2 separate regions of the Macaca mulatta genome follow, and region 2 is linked to region 1. The links are chromatin contacts, called in public Hi-C maps. All regions are on one chromosome and are shown on one strand. The core of a region is the stretch at or near the end of the contact, and the rest is flanking DNA. Distances in the headings are between cores, read along the strand shown.

Region 1 (7,507 bases), core at 3,121-5,620:
AAAAGGCCTGTCTACAATCTCCACCTGTCATACTCTAGCCCTTGAATATATACTGTCTTGTGCTGCTCTGTAGGTATTTCATAGATATAGGCTTTCTCCTCCATAAAGAAGTCATTAATACCTTAAGAAAGAGGTATCATCCTCATCTTTTGATAGGGTTTAAATAGCCAGGCGCGGTGGCTCACACCTGTAATCCCAGCACTTTGGGAGGCCAAGGAGGGCAGATCACCTGAGGTCGGGAGTTTGAGACCAGCCTGACCAACATGGAGAAACTCTGTTTCTACTAAAAATACAAAATTAGCCAGGCGTGGTGGCGCATGCCTGTAATCTCAGTTACTTGGGAGGCTGAGGCAGGAGAATTGCTTGAACCCGGTAGGCGGAGGTTGTGGTGAGCCGAGATTGCGCCACTGCACTCCAACCTGGGCAACAAGAGTGAAACTCCGTCTTAAAAAAAGGAAAAAAAAAAAAAGATAGGGCTTAAATAAGCATTATCAAACCTATGTCTAATAAACACAGGATATAACCTAGGCATTATCAGTGTTTCTAACTAGCGCCATTTGCTCCCAGGATCATGGCTTAAGACACTTGAGAAGAAAAGAGGTTACTTAAAAAGGAAAACCTTTGACAATAAGCAGTTCTGTTCTTGCTTAGTATCCATCACACTATGCTTAAATGGTTATATAACAAGATATATACAAACTCAGAATTCACAAATACCTTTTTTTTCTTATTCTGAGTACTGAAACACAAATACCTTTTTATAATTCAACTACGGGACTTCATTTAGTTGGGAAAAAATACATAATTTACTTAAAGTAGCACAGAATAGAATGGAGTTAAAAGTTTCAAATATTCTCAATCACCATTGTCTGTTATCAGAGTCAACGGTAAATGTCTACACAGTGATTACTCTATTCCAAGTTTCAGATATATTCATACCTACCACCCTTCCTTAGTGAGTTTGTGGGGAAGAACTAGCAAATAAGTTACTGACAAAAACTTAGAGATTATATTCATCACAATGTTATCAATCTGGGATTAGGCTGGAAACTAAAAACAGGTAAGGTTACTTGAGACTGAAAATATATGCGGGATCACATACATATTAAAAAGACAGGCCGGGCGCAGCGCCTTAGGCTGGGAGCAGTGGCTCACACCTGTAATCCCGGCACGTTGGGTGGCCAACCGGGGCAGATTACTTGAGGTCAGGAGTTCAAGACCAGCCTGGCCAACGTGGTGAAACCCGTCTCTACTACAAATACAAAAATTAGCTGGGCATGGTGGTAAGTGCCTGTAATCCCAGCTACTCAGGAGGCTGAAGCAGGAGAATTGTTTGAACCTGAGAGACGGAGGTTGCAGTGAGCTAAGATCGTACGGCTACACTCCACCAGCTTAGGCGACAGAGCGTGACTCCATCTCAAAAAAAAAAAAAATGAGGTGCTAACATAATTAATAATGCTAACATTTAGCATACTATGAGCTTCATGAGAATGAGAATTTCTGTCTGATATGAGCACTGCTTATCTCCAGCTGCTAAAATAGTGCCTGGCACAAAGTAGGTGCTCAATAAACATTTGTTACATGATTGTAGAAGGTATCTGGCTTAAGGAATAAGACTGATCTAAGTTCAAGTGCTAGCTCCACTTCAAACTGCAACCCTGGTAAGTCATTTAACCTCTCAAACTCTCATTTATTCATTTGTAAAATGAAGATAATAGGATATAACAGACTTGTGGGGAAGATTAAATGAGGAAATGAAAGGAAAGCACTCAGCACAGTGCTTTAAAAGCCTTAAACTTAGTAGACATGCACCGGTAGTCCCAGTTAGCTCAGAAGTTCAAGGCCATGGTGCACCATGATTGTGCCTGTGAACAGCCACTGCACACGTGCCTTGGCAACAGACAGAGACTCCACTTCTACAAAATAATTTTAAAAATTAACCAGGTGTGGTGGCCTGCTCTTGTAATCCCAGCTATTCCAGAGGCTCAGGTGGGAGGATACCTTGAGTCCAGGAGTTTGAGGTTATAGTGGGCTCTGATTTATTACACCACTGCATTCCAGCCTGAATGACAGAGTAAGACCCTGTCTCTTTAAATAATAATAATAATTAATTAATTAGGAGTGTTGAAACCCAAAGAATCAGAAGATGGGGGCACTCTCAGGACTCAGTTATATTCCTCTAGGGAGTATTATGCCCCATTTGCAAGGGGCATGATGTGGCACCTATTTTCCAAGCTCAGAACTGAGTCCTAAGAGGGGCAGGGAACTTACCTGTATTGTTGGAGCCATACTCCCAGCACTAAGCACAATATGGGGCACACAGGAGGAACTGAATAAGTTTTTGGTGAATGACTGACACTCTGAGGTAATAAGGAGGAGCAGGCATACTTTCCAATGCATCAGGCTGGCCCTGCTTTTTTTTTTTTTTTTTTTTTTTTTTTTGAGACGGAGTCTCACTGTGTCGCCCAGACTGGAGTGCAGGGGCACAATCTCAGCTCAGTGCAAGCTCTGCCTCCCGGGTTCACGCCATTCTCCTGTCTCAGCCTCCCGAGTAGCTGAGACTACAGGCACCCGCCACCACGCCCGGCCAATTTTTTGTATTTTTAGTAGACACAGGGTTTCACCGTGTTAGCCAGGATGGTCTTGATCTCCTGACCTCATGGTCCACCCGCCTTGGCCTCCCAAAGTGCTGGGATTACAGGCATGAGCCACCATGCCTGGCTGGCCCTGCGTCTTAAGAATGAAAAGGCAGTATAGGTCAGTGGTCTAAGTTCATTCACAAAAAGCATATTAATGAAGCGAAGACTTTTTGTTTGTTTAGAGAAAGGGTCTCAGTCTGTCACCCAGGATGGAATGCAGTGAGTGACACAATCACTGCAGATTCAAACTCCTGGGCTCAAGTGATCCTCCCACCTCAGCCTCTCCAGTAGTTGGGAGGCACAGACCATCATGCCTGGCTAATTATTTTATTTTTTGTAGAGACAGGGTCTTGCTTTGTTGCCCAGGCTGATCTCAAACTTCTGGCCTCAAGTGATCCTTCCTCCTCGGCCTCCCAAAGTGCTGGGATTACAGGTGGGAGCCACCCTGCCTGGCCAAGAAGCTGAGTCTCAAACTGGATAGAAGCTACTGACAGGGCTGGAAGAAGGGGCCACAAGAGGAATCTTAACAGAGGGAACTCTGAGCAAAAGCATGGAGGCAAGAACTTGAGTGAGAGTGTGTGTGTGTGTGTGTGTGTGTGTGCGTGTGCGCGTTTATGGGCTGTTTCTAATAAGCTTGACTTCTCCTGGAATCACTGAGAGTTACCTGCTGCCAAAACATGTCCAAAGATGACCTCAGACACATCTTCTGGAACCACAGTGGCCCTCTTCAAGACTTCTTTGATGACAGTTGCGCCCAGGTCCTGGACAGGAACAGTAGCTAAGGCACCATTGAAGGAACCTGCAGTAGAAAGGCGGAGAGCGCGGACATCACAAACCTGTGGGTAATGTAGAAACCACCGAGGAGCAGCGGGGCCTCATGACGCTGTTTGGCAAGGCCACCGCGAGGAGGCAGTGCCCCTCCTCCCACACGTTCCCACACCTGCTGGTCTGAGCAAAGGTCAAGGTGGGTGCCAGGACTCGCAGTGGCCGAGGGCCAGACAAGCGACCTTCGGAACGGCCTAGGGACGCCGCTGTACCCCTTCTATTTCCCCAAATCCGAACGACTGGATGCGGCCCCATGGTTCCCAAACAAAAGGAACTGGCGGATCAAGGGCTTTGAAAACCATGTGGCACGAAGGAGACGAAGTCGCGACTTCCAGCCATTGTGTGACAGCCGGACCCCAGCCCAAAGCCCTGCTCAGACCACCTAGCAGTTACGCCCCTGCCACAGGCATTACCGATGGCGCCTCCCGGAGTCGGCCAATCAGGGGACCCGCAGAAGAACGCCTTCCTACGCCAACCAATGGGAGACGCAGGCCACGCGATGGCTCTACCCTGGGAGCCAATCAGAGCACGAGGGACGGAGTGCGCACATCGGGAGAGGAGAAGGTGGGGCTGTCGCGCCAGGTCAGGGAACGCGGGAGGCCCGGGGTTCCAAGGATCCCGCAGGTCCTCCAGGCTTGGCCTGAGCGGCTTCCTCCACATACGCTCCTCTCCTACACAAGTCCGGCCCTCGGCGCTCCTGCCGAAGCAGCAGGCGCCTTGGACTCTGCGCGAGGCCCGCCGGCCGCTCACCTATGATGGTCCGCGCCGCCGAGACGATGACCACGGGATCTGAGCCTGCATTCATCCTGCCCACGACCGCTTCTCCTGCCGCCGTCTGCCCTGCGCTGCCTGCAAGTTAGGCAAGGCTCCTCCTCGCAGCCCACAGGCCGCGCCACGGGCGGGACCTGAGGTAGCCCCGCCCCCTGCCCCCCGCCTCCTCGCGCATCCCACTGTGCGCAGGCGCAAGGCCAGAGCCAGGGCGGGCCGAGGCTCGAGGGGCGCAGGGCGGAAGTGAGGTTGGGGTCTGGGGCTGCGGGCAGAACCGGGGACCTCGGACGCATGTGCAGAGCTTCTGAAGACCCCAGTGTTTCTAGACACCCCAGTGTTGGAGTCCCCCGTCTTGACGTTTTGGGCTTTTTTGTTTTAACCTTAGAGTTTTTCGAAACAGTAAAGAGTGGGGTGTGACAAAAGACTCACTCTCGTTCAGCCCGGGACTGGAATCCCACGGGCGAGAATCTCGAGTGAGAGCCCGGCCCGTACGGGGCTTGCTGGGAGCGTCTCGGTGCGAGCCCCCGTGGGTCTGGCGCCCTCTGGCCTTCGAAGATCAGCTCTGGTGGTGAAGGGGTGAGGACGCCGGCAGCGTCTTAACGTCCCACAGTGAAAAGTTACCTTGGTTGACGTTTGGACAGTGAAAGCATATAACAAGTGGGGTCAGTTTTGTTTAAAACCCTTGCTGACTTCCCAGCCTCTTACTGGGCAAAGTTCATAATTTTTCTGAGCTTTCTAGGGTTCTAGGCAAGCTTATCAGGGCCACCGTTACAGCAACTTGTTGGGAACACCTGGATAGTGGAACAAGAAAACTTGGTCACAAAGTCATGAAGGGGAAAACTGTTGACGGACCTGGAGAATCTTCCTGAAGAACTTTAAAGTAGATTGAAAGAATCATTAAATCCTGGAAACCTACATTAAGACTTTGCAGAGATATGTGGATGAGTCAGATAAATCAGAGAAGATAAACTAGAGTGTACGCCCCAGAGGTGGGGCAATAGAGAAGGAAAAAAGTTGCATAACAGTGCAATTTCAGGAGAAATCTTTAGGGTCTGGAATAGTGGTGAAATCAGCTGCCTCCCCTGCTAAGAACTCAGCAGCATAGTTAAGTCTCTTCAGTTATCTTGAATGTGTTTCCTGTCCCCTAACATATCTGAGTCCAAGGAATTCAAGGAATGCCTCCCGTGGCTTTTGCTCTATTCTATCCCATTTTCCCCTTACTCTCTGGCCACTTCTGAGGCTTTGTGGGGTTACTCTGACATCCCCTTAACATGTTCCCCAAGGCTCCTACTTTGCACCAGCTCCCTGGGTAATACCAGTCCTTCCCACAGCATCAGTCACCACCTGTATACTGACAAGTCTGAAATCTTTACATCTAACCTAGTCTCCTAAACTGACCCTCTTCATTTAAATTCTTACAAGCGCAGCAGGTCGGGCACCCTGGCTCACACCTGTAATCCCAGCACTTTGGGAGGCCGAGGAGGGCGGATCATTTGAGATCAGCAGTTTGAGACCAGCCTGGCGAACATGGTGATATCCCATTTCTACCATAAAATGCAAAAATTAGCCGGGCATGGTGGCGTGCGCCTGTAATCCCAGCTACTGGGGAGGCTGATATAGGAGAATCGCTTGAACCTGGGAGGCAGAGGTTTCAGTGAGCCGAGATCACACCACTGCACTCCAGCCTGGGCGACAGAGAGAAACTGTGTCTCATAAATAAATAAACAAATAAAATTTCCTATAAGCACCTCAAATTTGACATTGAAACCAAACTCTTCCAGCCTGTTTCTTCTCTAATCTCAGTGAGCAGTGTAACTATTCTCTGTTAACCAAGCCAGAAATTTACCTCTGAAACTCCTCTTAAACATTACTTCTTCTAGAAAAACCTTCCAATCTCCTGGATTTGGTGCAGCATCTTACCCCTAACTTCCTCTTTCAACTTACCATATAATTCCTCGTTTATCTGTCTCCTCTACCAGACTATATAAGCTTTGCAAGATGATCCTGTTACACTGCTTTATTATGAATGAACACCAATACATTCTTTATGGCCAGTGCCTAGCACATTTGAATGAGTATGAATATATTCTTCTGGAGACAAGAAATATATTGTTTCCTGCCTGAAGGCTCTATGTAGAGTAAGTTTAGGAGCAAATCTTGAGAAGGTAATTGCATGCTTCTGTTGAGTGGCCAAACAGCATCTGTTCCCTGAGGGGTCCTCATTATAGCTACTCATATTATTACCTACTTATATGGGCTAGATGGGGGCTAAGAATAACGAATAAAGGAAAGAAGAGGAATTTTTTTTTTTCTTTTGAGATGGAGTCTCACTCTGTCGCCCAAGCTGGAGTACAGTGGCACGATCTTGGTTCACCGCAACCTCCACCTCCCAGGTTCAAGCGATTCTTCTGCCTCAGCCTCCCGAGTAGCTGGGATTACAGGCCTGTGCCACTATGACCAGCTAATTTTTGTATTTTTAGTAAAGACGGGGTTTCACCATGTTGGTCAGGCTGGTCTCAAACTCTTGACCTTGTGGTCTGCCCACCTCCCAAAGTGCTGGGATTACAGGTGTGAACCACCGCGCCCAGCCAGCTGGAAGGTAATTTTAAAAATTACGTCTTGGCTGGGTGCGGTGGCCCACGCCTGTAATCCCAGCACTTTGGGAGGCCGAGGCAGGCAGATCACCTGAGGTTGTGAGTTCGAGACCAGCCTGACCAATATGGAGAAACCTCGTCTCTACTAAAAATACAAAATTAGCTGGGCGTGGTGGCACATGCCTGTAATCCCAGCTACTCAGGAAGCTGAGGCAGGAGAATCACTTGAACCCAGGAGGTAGAGGTTGCAGTGAGCCGAGATTGCGCCATTGCACTCCAGCCTGGGCAACAGGAGTGAAACTCCGTCTCAAAAAAAAAAAAAAATTATGTCTAGATCTCGAATCATAAATACCTGGACTGGTGAGCAGGGTGAGTGGGCAGGAAGCCACACAAATCTCCAAGTGCTTACTCATGAGGAGCCACCATTATAGCAGAGCTATGGAGCCAGTTTATCCTGAGGGGGCCTTCTCAGCATCTTCCCCCTCCGCCCCGTGTAAAGATGCAGTCATTCTTGGTTAAGTTTCATAAAGAGTTGCAGGAGTCCAGGCCAGGTCTTAGCCAGAGGCTGGATTCACCAACCTACCATGTAGCAAATTCCTCCTTGGTCTCCATGAAGGAAACAGTGAATCACCAAATTGGATTTGCCATAGGATGGAGGTCAGCAATGTGCTCCTTACCACT
Region 2 (7,507 bases), core at 2,969-5,468, 65 kb after region 1:
TAATTTTGCCTGAAGTGGGGAAAAAAATTAAGCTCACGTTGAAACCTTAATATATCTCTATAACCATTTTCTCTTTTAGCCTAGATCATTTCATTTTAGCAATTTAAGTACTACTTTTGGTCCTATTAACAATACCAATCTTGCAAAGGACAGGTTGGTACAACCAATTCTCAGATAAGAGAATTGCCTGGATAAGATTTGTGATCCCAAATTTTAAAAAAGCAGAAAAAACCCCCACAAACCACAGGCAGGAGGAAAGAAAAACAAGAGAATGTAGCTAAGATAATTCCGTTAATGATCAGTTTATGTCAAAGCATGTGGAAATAATGCCTCATAGGAGGATACGTAGCAATGACGATTTTTTAAAACTCATTTTCCCTTGTAGGTACAGAATTGCAAGTTTTTTCTGACTTCAGATGTGCAAAGCTGACTACGTCTGTGTGTGTGTGTCTACCTCTCTTGCCCAGACTGGAGTAAGGTGGCACAATCATAACTCATTGCAGCCTCAAAGTCCTGGTCTCAAGTGATCCTCCTACCCTCAGCCTCCTGCATAGCTAGGACTGCAGGCACGTGCTACCACACCCGGCTACCTTTTTTTGGTAGAGACAGAGACTTGCTATGTTGCCCAAGCTGGTCTCAAACTCCTGGCCTCAAGCAGTCTTCCCACCTCAGCCTCTCAAAGAGCTGGGATTACAAGCATGAACCACTGCACCTGGCCCCATACCTGACTACATTTCTCAGCTTCCTTTGTAGCTAGGCTGTGCTAGGTAGCCTTGTACCTAATTTTGACGAGTGAGCAGTGAGTGGAATTTGTTGGGTGAATCTACTACAAAGGATCCTTAAAATGGAGATAGTGGGGCCAGGCGCGGTGGCTCAGGCCTGTAATCCCAGCACTTTCGGAGGCTGATGCAGGCAGATCACTTTAGGTTAGGATTCGAGACCAGGTTGGCCAACACAGTGAAACCCCAGCTCCACTAAAAATACAAAAATTAGCCAGGCATGGTGGCACACACCTGTAATCCCAGCTACTCAGGAGGCTAAGGCAGGAGAATCACTTGAACTCGGGAGGTGGAGGTTGCAGTGAGCTGAGATCGCACCACTGCACTCCAGCGTGGCAACAAAGCAAGACTCTGATTCAAAAAGAAAGAAAGAAAAAAAAAGGTTGGGGGAGATAGTGGGAGGCCAGTCTTTTGTGCTTCCCCTTTCCTAGAAAGGAGATGAGGTTGCTGGTGCTGTGGAAGCTATTATGGGCCATGAGGCAGCTTTGAAGACAGAAAGCCTGCATCCTTGATGACTGGAATTTCATCCCAACCCAGGACTGACTGCCCCAGATCTTTGTTACATGAGGGAATACACTCTTCTGTGTTTAAGAAACTGTGGCTGGATCTGTTACTGGAATATGAATGCAGTTAATACCTGGCTCAAAATGACTTCATCTCAACCCACATTGGTTGCCTCTTCCAAACAATATATAGGTCTGCACTGTGGTGGGTCTCAGGATGGCTGGCTGCGATGTAGCCTTAGGAAGTTTATGAGAAATCCATATTCATGGTGTCCTGATGTTGCAGAGGACGTCCTGAGCTGGCTGGAGAAATGGGACACAGCTCAATCGACTGTAATCTAACTTCTGAGGCCATTCAGTAACCCCTACAGTGGCCACCTAAAAAAAAGGCAGCCAGGTGCGGTGGCTCAAGCTTATATAAATCCCAGCACTTTGGGAGGCCGAGGTGGGAGGATCACTTGAGCCGAGGAGTTTGAGACCAGCCTGGGCAACATGGCAAAACTCTGTTTCTACAAAAAATACAAAAAATTAGCCAGGCATGGTGGTATGCACCTGTAGTTCCAGCTTGGGAGGCTGAGGTGGGAGAATCACATGAGTCCAGCAAGTTGCTGCAATGAGCCATGATCACGCCACTGCACTCCAGCCTGGGCGACAAAAAGAAAAAGAAAACGGAGCCTATTCACTGGGTGTGGTAGACAAAGTGATAAACTTTTCTTTTACCTCCCATATCCCACAACCTTGGATGCGCTCACAGTCATGGTAGTGTTTTGTAATGATGTAGCTGATGACAGGTGTGATGTTGAAGATCCTTCTACCTGACTGCTGCTGTCAGTCCTACCAGCCCCCAACGTTTGGTGCTTGTTCTAAAGGGCATGTCCTAGGAGTTACTTTAATCTCAAAGTATCACTCTCTGTACAAACAAGTAGTGCAAGTAGCCTGAGCTCAGTCTCCCTATAGGAATATTTTATTACCACTAGATCAAGTCTTTCTATTACAATGACTGATCTGTCTCTGAATCCTGTTGGTTCATCCATCAAAATGCCCTTTTCTTCCAGTTCTCATAGCTAGTGCCCTAAAAGTGACCTGCAGTACCTCCTGCTGAGACGAATGTACCAGCTTCCTAACTAGCCTGCACTCCCTTCATCCACCCAAGTCAGTACCAGACCACCTTGCCTGAAAAACCACCTTCAGTGTGTCTCACTTCAGCAGAAATGTTTCTCAGCTTCCCATTAACCACCACATGAAATCTCTGCTCGTCTGCGTTTTAAGGGTATCTATAGGCTGGGTGCGGTGGCTCCTACCTGTAATCTAAGCACTTTGGGAGGCTGAGGCAGGCGGATCACTTGAGGTCAGGTGTTTGAGACCATCCTGGCCAACATAGTGAAGCCCTATCTCTACCAAAAGTACAAAAAAAAAAAAAAAAAAATGCGGGGCGTGAAAGCGCACGCCTGTAATTCCAGCGACTCCGGAGGCTGAGGCAGGAGAATCAGTTGAACCTGGGAGGCAGAGGTTGCAGTGAGCCAACATCGCGACACTGCACTCCAGCCTGAGCGACAGAGCGAGACCGTGTCTCAAAAATATATAAATAATAACTTTTAAAAAGCGTATCTATAACCTGGTCCCAGCCTGAATTTCCTTCTTCACCCCAACACGTAGCCCTAGTTACATTCTTCTGATGTCTGTAAACAAGCCCAGCCCTTCCTGTTGTGAAGCCAAATTCAGGTGGTTCCTCTTTGCCTGAATGTTTTCCCATTCCACTTACCAGAAGCCTAGTCATCCTTGGGAGGGCTGTACCGGGGTTGCAAGAAGCAACGGAAACGGTTCAGCACCTGCTACCTTCCATCATATTCTCTTCAATAAAGGGGTAACTCCCGCCAATGGCAGTGTAGATTTCCTAACCTCTACACATGGAAGATTCACACCATTCGGGATTGTTGTTTAACTGTTGAGAGAGCACTTGATACTTAACAGCTTACTAGACAGCGCAGGAAAGAATCCTCTGTTGTCCTTTTATGTTATCCTGAACAGTTGGTTGACAGAGTTACTGTAAACACACAAAACATGACTGCCAGGGCTTAGTAGTCAGGAAAGTAGGAACTAGTCCTGACTCACTTAGTAACTATACCCAGGCGAAGCTGCTTAACCTCAGGATTTCGTTGTCAACTGGAATCAACAATACCAACCCTAGGGGTAAAATAAAGATAAATGTGTGCAAATCCTGCCTGCAGTCTCGGGCAAGTCGTAGGTGTCCAAGAACTGTTCTTAGGTAGCCAGCCGGTGGGGACAAAGTCGTGTGCCTGCTGTCCTGGAGGAGGTCCCAAGGTCAGCTTACTTGCAAAGCAAGGGCACGGCGCAGGAGTGCTGAATACGGGTTGGAAGGGCGCTGGCTCTACCCTCCGCTCATAGGCCAGCTGGGCGGCGCTGACCAGCAGCTAGGCCCGGTCTTCCCTAGGAACGGCCCCGGGGGCCCTGGGAGGGTACGAACGTCTTCTTGCAGTCAGGCCTCTGGACCCCGCGGCCGCCCCAGCGTAACCAAAGCTCAGGGGCAGGTGCCGCAGCCGCCTCGTGCAGCGCGATCCCCGCCGGCACCCGGATCTGGGGGAGCCGGAGGCAGGGCCTTCGGGCCGTACCAACTCCACGGGGACAGGGGCCGCCTTCCCTCGGCCGCGCGCCGCCCAAGTAAGGCAGACAGGCAGCGAGGTTGCCGAGGCCGAGGCTAGCCTGCAGTCCTCTTTCTCCCCTGCCCTGGGCGCGGGGTGTACGGCAAGCGCGGGCGGGCGGGACAGGCCCGGGGGCGCCCTGCGTGCCCCCCCGGTTGGGCGCGGCGGGCGCGGGGCGGGGCCCGCGGGGGGGCGGGGCGGCGGTGCCCTTGCGGCGCAGCTGGGGTCGCGGCGCTGTTCCCCGCGCTCTCTTAAGGCCGGCGGGCGGCGCAGGAGCCGCAGTTGTGGCTGTGGCGGCCTCTATAGCGGCTTCAGCAGATTGGCGGCATCAGCACCAACACCAGCACTAGCAGCATGTTGAGCCGGGCAGTTTGCGGGTGAGACGAAAGGGGACCCGGTCAAGGCCCCAAGGGCGAAGGGGCGCGCGGCGGGCAGGGCCTCCGCGGCGATGGCGACAGTGGCCGCACCGGGCCTGGCGGGGCCGGGGCACCTGCGGGCGGTTCTCCCGGGAGTGCGCGGCGCGGCGGCTGGAGCGGGGATCCGCAGGGAGGGGACGCGGGGTCTCGGGGGACGCCGCGCGCTGCCGTTCCTCGGCAACCCAGCCTGCGTAGACTGTCCCGCGGCGCGGACTGACCGGGCTGTGCTTTCGCGTCTTCAGCACCGGCAGGCAGTTGGCGCCGGCTTTGGGGTATCTGGGCTCCAGGCAGAAACACAGCCTCCCCGACCTGCCCTACGACTACGGCGCCCTGGAGCCTCACATCAACGCGCAGATCATGCAGCTGCACCACAGCAAGCACCACGCGGCCTACGTGAACAACCTGAACGTTACCGAGGAGAAGTACCAGGAGGCGTTGGCCAAGGGTAGGTTCCAGGCTGAGCGGCGGGAGGCAGTCCCCGACAGAGGCGACCCCAGGGGACCCGGGCCCCACACGAATGGGCCTCTCCGTGGGGGAGAACCCGCTTCGCGTTTGTACCGGTTCCGAGTTTTCCAGGCACAGTAGTCTCTCTTAAACACATGGTCTACCTCGTTGTAGAAGGAGTGCCTCGATGGGTTTGAACACACTTCTGTCATCTCAGGGAACTTGGGGTCCTGCGAAGGAGTTTGTCTTAGTGTTGTAAGCCACATTCCGTTACCCATATTGCCAGCACTAGTGAATTGTAGGGCCTGAAAAGAAAGCTCTACTGTGTCACTCGTTTTTTTTGCAAACTAAAATTGTTCTTGTTGTATAATGTGTTTTGGCGAAATGTTTGGTCTCTCAGGTAGGTGTGCCAGCCGTTTGCAGGAGGGCTGAGAGCGCCTGTCCACTGGCGGCCCAGACATCATCAGGTCCGCAAGTGTCTCTGAGTGTCTCTGAGTGTCAGGGTCACCTCCTGATAGAAGTGGGAGTGGCGCCTTGCTGCCAGGTCACACTGAAGGTGGGAGACAGGAGGACACTACTCCGTGCTAGGAACCGTGGTCCTGGTCATCTTCCTGAGAGCAAACAGGGTCGGGAGTCCAGCCTAGGACTTGGAGACTCCCTGCGTCCCCAGCAACCCTGCAGGGGAAACTTCACTGAGCCCACTTGTTGACTTCAGGTGGGAGAAGAGGAGGCACACCACTGTGGTGTGCGTTACCAAAAAAGCAGTAACCTAACTGGTAAAGCAGTAACCTAACTGTGGAACAGTTCAGGATCTTTAGACTGGATACTTTTCTTGATTTCAGTTAGGGGTCAAAGTTCACAAGGAAAATAGCCCTTCAGTGGGAAACTGAAATAGGCTTGTTTTTATTTACTATTTACTCATATTTGTAATGCAATTAAAAAATATGGCGTTAACTTTTTTTTTTCCCCTCAAGAACTTGGTTGGTAAAACCAGGGGTATGTGGACTTTTTGAGTCTGGGCCGTTTGTGGGTGTGTATGGGAATGTTATGTTTTAACGTTTTTTTTACAAAATAGTAGTGTCCTCTTAATCTATTCGTTAGTAGTATGCGCAAGGAAGATAATCAATAGTCATGTTTTCAGACTCTGTATTGCTTGGTAAGCTAGGTAGTACAAAGTGTTTACTTTTCCTTAAATGTTTTGAATTTCGGGGTTATGAAATTTGTTGAGTAATTTTTTACGCAGTGACATCTTGTTGACTGGAGGCATCTAGTGGAAAAGTGCGGTATTTCAGCCTGATTGTGTTTGAAGTAAATGACTAAACTAAAAGAGGAGGAAGTTACCACATTCTGGAAGATTTGCTTGAGACAGATGAACCTTGAATTACGGGAAAAGGCCCCGTGATTTAGGAAATAACAAATTTGGGAAACATGTAATGGGGAGAGACTGGGGAATACCCCAGTTGTGAAAGTAATTCCTGTAAGGCAACATCTGACACCCGGAAAGCTTTCTCTTCGGTATTTTAAAAACAACTTAATTTCAGTCCTTTACTTCTGGAATCAGAGCTTTACTTATGTAATACAACCCACTGGAAAAAAGCTTTATATTTTACTATATTGTTTATAAGTGAGTATCTGCAGAGCTTTCTTTTACTTAAACATATTTTTAAAATTATTAAAAAGTTAGATTTTCTTGTTTGAAATCTTGGGGAAAAAAGGTAAAACAATGTCATAATCTCATCACATGTAACTGATTAATGAATATTTTTCAACCCAAAGCATTTGACTTTTATTATTATTTGAGGCAAAAACTAAACTGAAGCCAAATAAAATGTTGAATTTCAGAAAAGTGTTCTTAAAAGCAGATATGAAGCCCTCAATTTTTATTAATTTTAAAATGAGTAAGCAAACTGTAAGATGTTAAGATTATTAAATTATCTCTCATTAAGCATGTATCTTTCCCATTTGAAAAATTGAGTTACTATTGATTTATTAAAAAATAATAGAAAACTTACATTTATTTTTAGGGTGACTCTCAATCAACTTTAATAAGGGAAACACAGTTCTATAAGAAAATTATTTGTAAACCTAGCAAAGGAAAAAAAAAGTTGGTGTCTTTAAATAACCCTTCGAGATTAGCCATGTATTCAGATATCACTTGGTCCTCTCCTCCTTTCTGAATTGCTGAACAACTGGAGCTTGTTTCAGAAAGCAGCATTGCCTATGTATGTTCCTTTTTTAAAAAATGTTTTTTTAAATTTTATCTAAAAAATAGACGGGGTCACACTATGTTGCCCAGGCTGTTCTTGAATTCCTGGGCTCCCCCACCTCAGCCTTCCGCAGTGCTGGGATTACAGGCGTGAGCCACCGTGCCTAGCTAGACATATGTTTTTTTTGTTTGTTTGTTTGTTTGTTTTGACGACGGAATCTCGATCTGTCCCCCAGGTTGGAGTGCAGTGATGTGATCTCGGCTTACTACAACCTCCGCCTCCTGGGTTCAGGCAATTCTTCTGCCTCAGCCTCCTGAGTAGCTGGGATTACAGGTGCACACCACCACGGCTGGCTACTTTTTGTGGTTTTTTAAGTAGAGATGGGGTTTTTCCATGTTGGCCAAGCTGGTCTGGAACTCCTGACCTCAGGTGATCCACCCACCTTGGCCTCCCAAAGTGCTGGGATTACAGGTGTGAGCCACGTCACCTGGCCTTGTA

What was found. A called contact is a pair of places that touch in the nucleus more often than the background predicts.
Region 2: a contact with region 1 is called in a Hi-C map of liver, with 2.2 times the contacts expected there. The contact joins the promoter of SOD2 here to the promoter of ACAT2 in region 1. A contact is called at or near these places in 2 of 14 Hi-C or Micro-C datasets (cortical neurons and liver).

Annotation. Positions count from the first base shown.
Region 1 is chr4:12,244,210-12,251,716 of T2T-MMU8v2.0, forward strand. It overlaps ACAT2 (acetyl-CoA acetyltransferase 2), which reads right to left and starts at 4,371. Exons shown (of 9, transcript XM_015137627.3): 1 at 4,215-4,371; 2 at 3,304-3,438. The coding sequence starts at 4,269. TCP1 (t-complex 1) reads left to right here. Exons shown (of 20, transcript NM_001257728.1): 19 at 3,303-3,436; 20 at 4,213-4,380.
Region 2 is chr4:12,309,617-12,317,123 of T2T-MMU8v2.0, forward strand. SOD2 (superoxide dismutase 2) reads left to right here and starts at 4,219. Exons shown (of 6, transcript NM_001032805.2): 1 at 4,219-4,319; 2 at 4,601-4,803. The coding sequence starts at 4,297. It overlaps LOC144340255 (a long non-coding RNA gene), which reads right to left and starts at 3,183. Exons shown (of 2, transcript XR_013416151.1): 1 at 3,045-3,183.